Linked DNA regions of Sus scrofa: all the other regions are linked to region 1. Evidence: chromatin contacts called from public HiChIP or PLAC-seq data. All regions are on one chromosome and are shown on one strand. The core of a region is the stretch at or near the end of the contact, and the rest is flanking DNA. Distances in the headings are between cores, read along the strand shown.

What was found. HiChIP or PLAC-seq counts read pairs in DNA pulled down with a chosen protein or histone mark.
Region 2: a contact with region 1 is called in an H3K27ac HiChIP or PLAC-seq map of alveolar macrophages. The contact joins two enhancer-like sites.
Region 3: a contact with region 1 is called in an H3K27ac HiChIP or PLAC-seq map of alveolar macrophages. The contact joins two enhancer-like sites. A contact is called at or near these places in 2 of 2 datasets of contacts at active chromatin or transcription factors (alveolar macrophages and skeletal muscle).

The regions. Positions count from the first base shown.
Region 1 is chr1:29,695,511-29,698,638 of Sscrofa11.1, reverse strand. It overlaps a transcript of SGK1 not described here. Among named protein-coding and RNA genes, the nearest start is that of SGK1, 51 kb to the left of the region's middle. Within about 2 kb of position 1,283, at least 20 of the 83 cell types and tissues checked have an H3K27ac peak or open chromatin away from gene starts, as enhancers often do. A contact at or near this core is called in alveolar macrophages, where this site is marked.
Region 2 is chr1:29,168,113-29,171,255 of Sscrofa11.1, reverse strand. No RefSeq gene overlaps it. Among named protein-coding and RNA genes, the nearest start is that of ALDH8A1, 110 kb to the right of the region's middle. Within about 2 kb of position 1,480, at least 3 of the 83 cell types and tissues checked have an H3K27ac peak or open chromatin away from gene starts, as enhancers often do. A contact at or near this core is called in alveolar macrophages, where this site is marked.
Region 3 is chr1:29,150,732-29,154,201 of Sscrofa11.1, reverse strand. No RefSeq gene overlaps it. Among named protein-coding and RNA genes, the nearest start is that of ALDH8A1, 92 kb to the right of the region's middle. Within about 2 kb of position 2,006, at least 18 of the 83 cell types and tissues checked have an H3K27ac peak or open chromatin away from gene starts, as enhancers often do. A contact at or near this core is called in alveolar macrophages, where this site is marked.

The sequences.
Region 1 (3,128 bases), core at 34-2,533:
TTTTCTTTTTTTTTTTTTTTTTTTTTGGTCTTTTTAGGGCCGCACTCACGGCGTATGGAAGTTCCAGGCTAGAGGTCAAATTACAGCTGCAGCTGCTGGCCTACACCACAGCCACAGCCACACAGGATCTGAACCATGTCTGCAGCCTACACCACAGTTCACAGCAGTGCTGGATCCTTAACCCACTAAGGGAGGCCAGGGATCGAATCCGCATCCTCATGGATACTAGTTGGATGTGTTTCTGCTGCGCCACAATGGGAACTCCCTGCAATTTTTTTCAACAAGAAAAAAATGTCAGTGGAATTATTTTTCGGAGAGAACATTCCAGGACAGAGTGTGGATTGAGCAAATCGTCTATGTTTTTGTCCATGGTACGTATTTAGGGGAGATCTAACCTTAAGAGTTGGGGGTGGGAATACTAAAAGATTTGCAACAGAGAAAGGCAAAATCGAAGATCTTTCCTCCAGTTTTCCCACTGGTTTTGTTCAAGAGATTTGGAAATGAGACTAGAAATAGGTGGCCAAAATCCCTTGAGCAGTAAAAGCTCACTTGTTTTACTAAAGTTACACTGATGCAAGCTCATTCAATAAGGTACTTGCTTTGCAACCTCCACTTCCTCTTTCAATTCTCTTTTTGCCAAACAAAGACACAAGACACAGGCTTGTGATTAATATGTGTAGTACATCCTACGGACACACAGTATGAGGTGAAGAGAAGTAGGAGATGGAGCACATGACACATGATTCAGAATCACCATGGGCTTCTCACGGTGTGGACCTGTTTGGTTTCTTTTAGGCTTGGGGAACTTGGGAGGGGTTGGGGATGGAAGCAGAGAGACATATAGTCATTGTCTATATATTCTCTCCTTGAAACTGTACAGCAACCCTGTTCAGTTTGTGCTAGTGTCCATTTTATAGATGGAGACACTTGGTTACAGTTGGTAAGTGTGAGTGCTGGGCTCTGAACTGAGTTCCAACGCCAAAAACCATGCTTGATATCTACATGGGCCAGCAATCATTTCTTTTTCATCGGTCCCTATCAAGTAGTATGCCCAGAGATGTGATGGGCTGACCAGAGTGCTCAGGGGGTCTTGTTCTTCCTGTCCCTTCTCTACCCCAGCCTTTCAACACCCACCCTCAGTCCCTATGCCCCAGCCTCCACAATATAGTCACGACAGGGAAAATCGTTAACTGTTTCGAGAAGATTTTTGTATGGTAGAGTTGATGGAGGGGAAGGAAGTAGTATGTTCCAGAGCAGAGGGGAAAATCCCTCTTTTGATCAGACATCCTGTGTGGCTACTGAGAAGCCTGGATTTCCCCACAGTGAGGTTAGGGTGACATGCTGCTGTTGGTCATGTGACCTCAATTCAAAGTCACATCTGCTGTGGCCTTTTGTAAAATTTACCTATCTATGGCCCACACAAAGCCACAAACACGGAACCTGAAAATGGCATTCACCCCTGAGAGGCTCCATAAAAAGAAATAGCACTTTTTTTTTTTTTTTAAATTAATTAAGTGTATGCCACCAGGAGGAAATGACCCCGACTAGCTTAAATTTGCACATCCTCCCAGTACTGAAAGGTTAATTTCGGTGGCCGAGGTTAATAATACCACGGTTATTTGTATTTGCATCCGAATATAACTTGACTGATTGAGAAAACAGGTGCTGGATGGATGCACCATCCACGGGACTCATGAGTCATGTCGATGATTTACAAGCTGTCCTTCCCGTGAAAATGAAAGCCAGGGCCAACTTTATGTCATCGAATTTATGCCATTCACTGAAATTATAGATAATTCCAGCCTGTGCCTTCGTGAAACAGTCTATGCCATTTCTGCTTCAAACATCTTTTGTACTTGGTATTTCTGACTTGTCTAAATAAATATTATCATCCTTAGTAACCATTACCAATCCATTATGTGACTTCGTGAACATACATACAGCTTTTAGACTTAATCCATGAAATAAAGCCGTATGGCTCCTCCTCGCATCTTTGATAAATATCAAGTTCTCACAGCTGTTATGATTTCAATTATGAAGAAAATTGGAACTTTCACATTCTTCAGTGGTTACAAATCACCGAGGGGGGGAAAAAAACATTTCTTCAAACTCTGTTATTTTCTTCTCCTTGTGTGTATGGCAAACCATTGATCTGATTCGTGTAACCGATTAGAACATTGTGCTGAAAGACCAAGGCCCCTTGTTTAAGCCCAGAGAAGGTCAGTCAGATTAACCCTCGAAGTCTACTGAAAATTTGTCCTACTCGTCTTCCCCGAGATGAGGCAAGAGGGTATGAACGGATCTGTACAAATCCAGTCTTTAATGCTAGGAACCACACGCAACGTGGGTACAAGGTCAGTGGTGTCATCTCCCATGCAAAGACTGATGACGCCCATGCAGAGGCATTTTACAAACGTCTACTCTCCTTGGCCTTTGACAGCTTTTTGCTTACTCATGTACAATCAATCCCAAACAGAGAGACCTCCTTGACTGATCCACGTAGGCGCTGCCTCTGCAAGACGCAGCAAGAGTCCTCAAGTCAAACCCAAAATGGCGCAAAGCCTGTGACCACCCGTATCTCTTCTCTTTCTCCCGGTTCCCCTCTCCCCCAGGGACCCTCCTCTTGGAAATGCCTTCGTTCTCCCACATCTTAATTTTACCTTTTCACTTCCGTCACTATTAAACAAGGACAAGCTTGGCAAAGGACCAAGTTTGTTTACAGTTTCCGATTCCTTTTTTTTATCCCCCCCCCACCGCCATTTTACTAGGGAGGGAAGTTTTAGTAATTTGGTTAATGTTACCCCTTTCCAAATCTGGAGTCTGTGTTTTTCTTTGCAAAACAAGAATCCAGCTTATTGTATTAAGTCTCAAGCATATTTATTCGCAACAGGGTCAGAGCCATAAACCTTAATCCAAAGCCATAAATCTTCAGTGGAAGAATTTCTGGAATTTGACTCTCTCTTTCCATTCTTTATGCCGAATGATAACACTGTTGTGATGGAAACATTTCAATAGATCTTTGTTTCCTGAGGATACTTATAAATTATTTTAAATGCCTTGTGAAAAGCCTTAAGGATCTGAACCCTTTGTAGCCCAGTTCAGCTTCACTTTTCTTGCTCCAAATTTAC
Region 2 (3,143 bases), core at 231-2,730, 530 kb after region 1:
CCTACCCAGACAAGTTCAGAGCAGGCTTCTGAGGAGTTGGCATCTCAGCCAAAGATGAAGGCTGGGCATGAGCTGTCCAAGCAAAACTGAGGACAGGAAGGGGAGGGGAGAATTTAGTCTCAGCCACAACACTGAAGTATGTGCGACTTGTTCTACTTGCCCAGGAAGGTGACCAAGCCTCACAGGGGTTAAAACTGGTACCCAAGCTCCCAATGTCAGTCAGTGGTGGAGGTGGGTTTGGTCCTCAGGACACCCAAAGCCCCAGGCTGGGCTGTTTCTTGTGCTACACCAGGCCTCTGGCTGACCTCACCTCTTTCCCATTCTAGACCTCAGAGGCACCCCTGTCAGGATGGAAATGTCTGGCCAGAAAGCTGGGGAGGACAATGCTGACCTGTGGAGGTTCTATGTCTAAGCCACAGGGTGCCCCCACAAAGGGCATCCTTCCAGTGCCCTCTGAAGTCCTGAACATTCTCCCTCTCCTCAGGACAAGCTGTAGCATCCAAGTAAGCTTGTTCCTGGAAAAGCGCATGCCAATGGTTTCCAAAAGCAAAAGAGAAGCTTTATTTGGAGCAGAACTGTCATGAATACCTTTAAAGCCAAGTCTTTGGTAGACATTCTAACCTTGACTTTCTCTTAAAATGAAGCACACCTGGATTACTGACAGCTGGCTTTGCACATCATAGCAAATCTCAGGCGATCAGAAATGGTCAGAGACAGTCAGGGAAGAAAAAAAAAAAAGATAAAGTAGACCTTTATTCTGGCCTCGTTCATAGGCTAGAACTCCTCTGAGGAGAATATAAAATGACTGACGTAAATGTCCACCACTAAGTATATTTATTTAAAGCCCGAATGGCACAAGGCAAACATTGTAGATATTAATGAAGAAATAAAACAAACATTCAATTTCTTTTTCTTTACTCAATGATATTAAGCTTGTTTGGAAGCCTCCTTGTCAGATTGGCGGCCACCATCTTGCAGGTCACGTGATAGCCTTCGCAAGTGATAAAAATTTCCTTTTTGACATAAAGGGAGGTGAGAGGCCGGTAACATGTCCAGGACACATAGAGGCAGAGAAGTCCCCTCTTGCTGTGCAAGTAACAAAAAGTAACACACCTGCCACTACTTTGCACTCAGAGTCCAGGATGGAACTGAACACTCCTGCAGCCACAAGGCAAGGAGGCCTTCCAAAGGGGCTGGCTATGCTTCCAAGGGGATTCAGGTGAGGTGGGTTCTGAGTGCAAGGCTCACATATCCACTGACTGGCCTGGGTATATCTGGAAGCCTTATTTTGGTGAGGTGATTTCTCTCTTGGCTCTCGGCCCTTCGGTGCACAGCGAAGTTCAAAAACCCTGTCTTAGGAAATGCCTTTCTGGCTGCAGCCCTTTTGGCCCTTAGCAGATTGCTGATGCAAGCCTGGCTCCAGATCAATGCCAGTCGCCCACTCGCTCTCCTTTCTGACACCCAGGACATTCACCCTGACCTCGTGCTTCTCTCACACATTTCTACTCCTACAAAAATGAGGATGATCTCAAGTCTTATCAGTGGTAGTCCAACTTCCTTAAATCTAAAAAAAAAAAAAAAAGGCTTTCTTTAGTTCTGCCATTCCACCTAGATTTCCCACATCTGTTCTTTTTTTTTTTTTGGCTTTTTGCCTTTTATTGGGCCACTCTTGCGGCATATGGAGGTTCCCAGGCTAGGGGTCGAATCGGAGCTGTAGCCACCAGCCTACACCACAGCTCACAGCAACGCCGGATCCTTAACCCACTGAGCAAGGCCAGGGATCGAACCCACAACCTCATGGTTCCTAGGAGGATTCGTTAACCACTGAGCCACGACAGGAACTCCTCCCACATCTGTTCTTGACCTACCTGATCTGAATTTATCCTGATATCATATGTCAATTCTATTCTTCTAGCCATCCCTCTCCCTCCACCCCCTTCCCCACCCCCTAATCATTGTATCCTTCACCCCTACTCTCACCAGGGTGAACTTTGAGGTAAGTCAGAGATAAATTGATAAGCTAAGAAGCAGGCCTATTAGATATTAAAGTGAGAGGGCTCACACTTTTATTATCATAATGGGGGCTGATGTCTGACTTAAATAGCTTCCTGTTTTCTGCCTTCACCTTCTCCCAGCCTTCAGCCCCCAGGACACTCCCACACTAGAGCCCTTGACCAAAGAGTAACTATGTGTCATTTTAATTCTCCCATTTTATCTAGAACTTGCTTCTCATTTCCAACAAGGCTGAGATAGGGACAGAAATAAATCAAGACATGAGAGGTAGAAGGGAACTGGCACATGATAACCAGCTGCTTTGTCCCTGGTACTTCTCTGAAACTAGGGGAAGAGTCAAGAGCACCAACGCTGGAGCCAGCTTGTCCAAGTTCATACTCTGAAACTGCACTTTCTAGCAGTTGAGACCTTGGGCACTTTACCTGACCTCCATGCCTATAGGTCTCATCTGTAAAACAGGGAAAGAAACGGTGCCAATCTCTCAGGGTTGCCGCTAGGATCAAATGGCTTCATATGTGGCTTAGTCCACTGTAAGCCACAAAAAAAAACACTGGCTGTTGTTACACCAGGCAAGACAAGCTCTGGTCTTGGCCATTTTTTTTTTTTTAAGGAGAATTTAAACAATTTTTTTACTTTCCCTTGACACTGCTTTCAATTGTTTCATTTAATGTTACACGGGAGGCATAGGAAGTATTATGAGATTTATGCTCTAGAAAAGCTGTGCATGATGGAGAGACTTTTACAAAGCAAATATAAAGTTGACTGGAGTTCCCGTCATGGCTCAGTGGTTAACGAACCCGACCAGTATCCAATGAGGACATGGGTTTGACCCCTGGCCTCACTCAGTGGGTTAAGGATCTGGCATTGCTGTGAGCTGTGGTATAGTTCGCAGATGTGGCTTAGATCCTGTGTTCCTATGGCTGTGGTGGTGGCTGGTGGTTGCAACTCCGATAGAACCCCCAGCCTGGGAACCTCCATATGCCATGCACATGAGCCTAAAAGACAAAAGACCAAAAAACAAACCAAAAAAAAGTTGGCTGGATCCTCCCTCTGTGGATGCGAAGAAACTCAAAATTTAACAGAGTGTTCTGAAAATCTGTTGTGAAAAGATGAATCGTCCAGCCAGATCC
Region 3 (3,470 bases), core at 757-3,256, 550 kb after region 1:
CCCCTGCATTTCAGAGATGCAATAAGCCCACCTTCCTGACACTGACCTGAGGTCCTAGTGGGACTGGAGCACCAACCAAAAATCAAGGGTGGATTCAGAGGCACACCATTCATTAGCCTCTCTTCAGGATTGCGAGGGATGAACTAACCACACTAAACTCTGCTTCTGAAACATGAGCCAAGGACTAGCCACTCAACCCTTCCACCTCTGCCTCCCCTCCAACCTTAGCAGTAACTGTCCCCCAAACTCCCTGTGGTCCCTGTGAAGGCAGAGAACCAGGACACAAGGCAGGTGGCTGGTTTTCCAGAGCTGCCTAGCCCTGGCTGAAGCAATCTGTGTCACCTTAAAAGCCCTCCTCTCTCGTCCACACACTTAGAAAAACACTGCCAAGTACACACAGATTTCTTGGCTCATTTTCAATTACTAAGGGAAGGTACCAATTGTTAAAGAAAACTAAAAAATACCCACAATGACTGTGAAATCTTTTCCTGCCCCACTCTTTAGGTAATTTGTTCTGATTGCAACTATTTCAAAAGACAAGATTACACACCAGGGAAGCAAAAAGATAAAAAGAGAAATCTGTTCCCTGCTGGGGCCCTATCAGAGCTTAGCTCATGTTTGGAAGCAAAGGCAAATTTTTTTTTCAGCCCTAATGAAACCTTGTTAACTGTGAACACGGGGTCTGAACTGATCTGGTGAGAGGAATTTCTGGGTCCCTGGGAGATCATTAGGGGGTCATCAGTACATTCAGGAGTCATTGCATGCTTGTCCTTTTTTCTTAAATACCTACTAAAAACTGTCTTCATGAAGCTGTATAAAGAAAATGGAAGAACAAAATTGAAGTCCATCCTCTTTTTCAGGCAGAAATAGATATCACTGCCATCTATAAGACATGGAATAAAACATCTGAGTTTTCAAACCTTATTTCTTTTTCCCTTATTTTTGCCCATTTTCTTTCACAGTCAGCAACTCTTGTCCTACTAGGATACTATTTTAACCGTGGTATGTAGGTTAAGGATATGCTGTTTTGTTTACAGGAGATAAATTGTTGTTACGATTACTATAGGAAGCAGCAGACCAATGACCTTGAGGACTCACCAGGAAAAGCAGCCCTTCTGTGCGTGAAAATGACGGGGGCTCCAGGAAGGATAAGCACGAGGCAGAGACCTGGAGTTGGGGGACTTCCTCTGGAGTTGGGGACTTCCTCTGGAGTTGGGGGGAAGGGATAGACACAGTTACAGCATTCAACCCAGCACCATATTCTTGCCTTAGAGTTTAAGCCCCACCTAACTGAACCCATCTGAGCCAAACACAGAGCAAAGCACTGTTTGTAGAATCCTGTCCCAAGAGTAGGCGAGAAAAGTAGCTCAAACCCAGTAGAGAGGTGTTCCATGCCATTCATTTTATTCAGTGGTCAAGTACGTTTTGATAGAGCTTCAAAACCTACATGTGATATCAAATAGCCTGCATAAGAGAATGCAAGGCAGAACAGCCCTGGAGCACAAGTCGTAGTTGCGGAACTATGGCCCCTAAAAGGGGGTGGCGATGGGCAAGATATGATTCTACCCCGCCCCCCCAGAGAAGCTTATGCTTAGATATTAGATATGAAAACTAAAGGACAGAAACGCGCACCCTCTAAGATTCTTTCTAGCTCCACAGTTCTTTGAGGGCAGAAATAAGATTTAACGTGAGAAATGTTTAGGCCCAGAAGGGATACCAGTCCACACAGGTGTGCCATGGTGTACAGAGTTTATGTATCTAAATGAGATTTTGTTAAATAAAAATTGATATGTTTGTACAAAGTGTTTATTCACATAAAAGGCGTCACTGAGGTTTGAATTAAAAAAAAAAAAAAGAAATTTAAAAAGTAATTGGAGAGACCTTAGAAATGACCCAGTCCAGGATTTTGTTTGTTGGTTTGTTTTACAAATGAAAGATCCCTCCAGCCTCAGAGGTCCGTTCCTTCCAGGCCTCGTTCTGCAGAGAGCAGAGCTGGAAGCAGATCCTAGGCCCTGAGGCTGACACTCCTGCCTCTGTGGAGTGGGGCCACCCTGGTGACATCCTATCTGCCTAATGAGGAAACAGCGTCATCTAGTGGCAATTTATCAGAATTTTCTAGGGGAGCTGTGCTTCAGCTCATCCAAGGGGATGAAAAACGTCCCACTTGCCCATCTCTGCTGTTCCAGATCTCCCAAGACTATATCTCTGGATCCTTTTCTTCTCTGAGTTTTCCAAAACCCAGCATTTCCCCGTGGAACTCTCTCCCCTAACTCCTTTGCCCACTAGCATTTTTCTCCTCTTAAGCCAAAATTTCAACACAGCCATCAAGAATCATCCACCACTGGAGTTCCTGTTGTGGCTCAGTGGTAATGAACCTGACTAGTACCCATAAGGATGTGGGTTTGATCCATGGCCTTGCTCAGTGGGTTAAGGATCCCATGTTGCTGTGGCTGGGGCATAGGCTGCAACTCTGACTCGACCCCTAGTCTGGGAACTTCCAAATGCCAAGGGTACGGCCCTAAAAATCAAAAAGAAAAAAAAAAAAAATCCACCTCAAGGACGATACCCATCATGGCTGTTTTCCTTTGAGTGTTTCTTGATTTGAGTTTTCAGCAAAATAACACTCTTAACCATGATTGGGGGCTTTTGCCAATTGATGTGTTTAATCAAAGAAATATGCTTTCTTGTGAAGATCCAGACTACGCTTTTCATTCAGCCTTGCTGATATAACCCTTGTATTTCCCCACCTACCAACAAACCAGGACACTTTTGTTGCCTTTGAAATAATTCTGGGTGTTTCCCAAGACAGTTCTGTGAACAAGCATGTGAGCTAATTTCAGACAGGTACATCTATTCACTCATCATTGGTGTTCTCAACCATTTACTAATCTCTTAGTTCCCCTGCCCTTAGGATCCTAATTTTGGAGTTAGAAAACAAAATACATCAACAAACAATTTTCTTATATGACGAGTGCTCTATTACAAGTAAGCTCAAAGGGAAGGGGAAAAATCATTTTGCTTAGATTACAAAAAGCTGCTCAAAAAATAGAAAACATTGGACTTAAGTTTTGAAGGTAGGTAGGTCTTTGGTTTGTAAAGAGAGGTGGGAATGGCATGATTGGCAGGGGGAACAGCAAGAACAAGTGTCCAGAGTCAAGAAAGTACATGGTTTGATAAAGAATAGCAAATAGTCTACTGTATTCACCAAAAGAAAGAGCCCAAGAAAGCAAATGGGAAGAGCTGCCAAAAGGCAGTTAGGAATTAGAATACAGGAGTTACTGTCAAGGCTCAGCAGTAATGAACCTGACTATTATCCACAAAGACACAGGATAGATCCCTAGGCTTGCTCAATGAGTTAAGGATCTTGCCATGAGCTTCTGCATAGGTTGTAGACATGCCTAGTATTTGGAGTTGCTGTGGATGTCGTGTAGGCTGGCAGCTATAGCGCAGATTCTGCCCCTAGCCTGGGA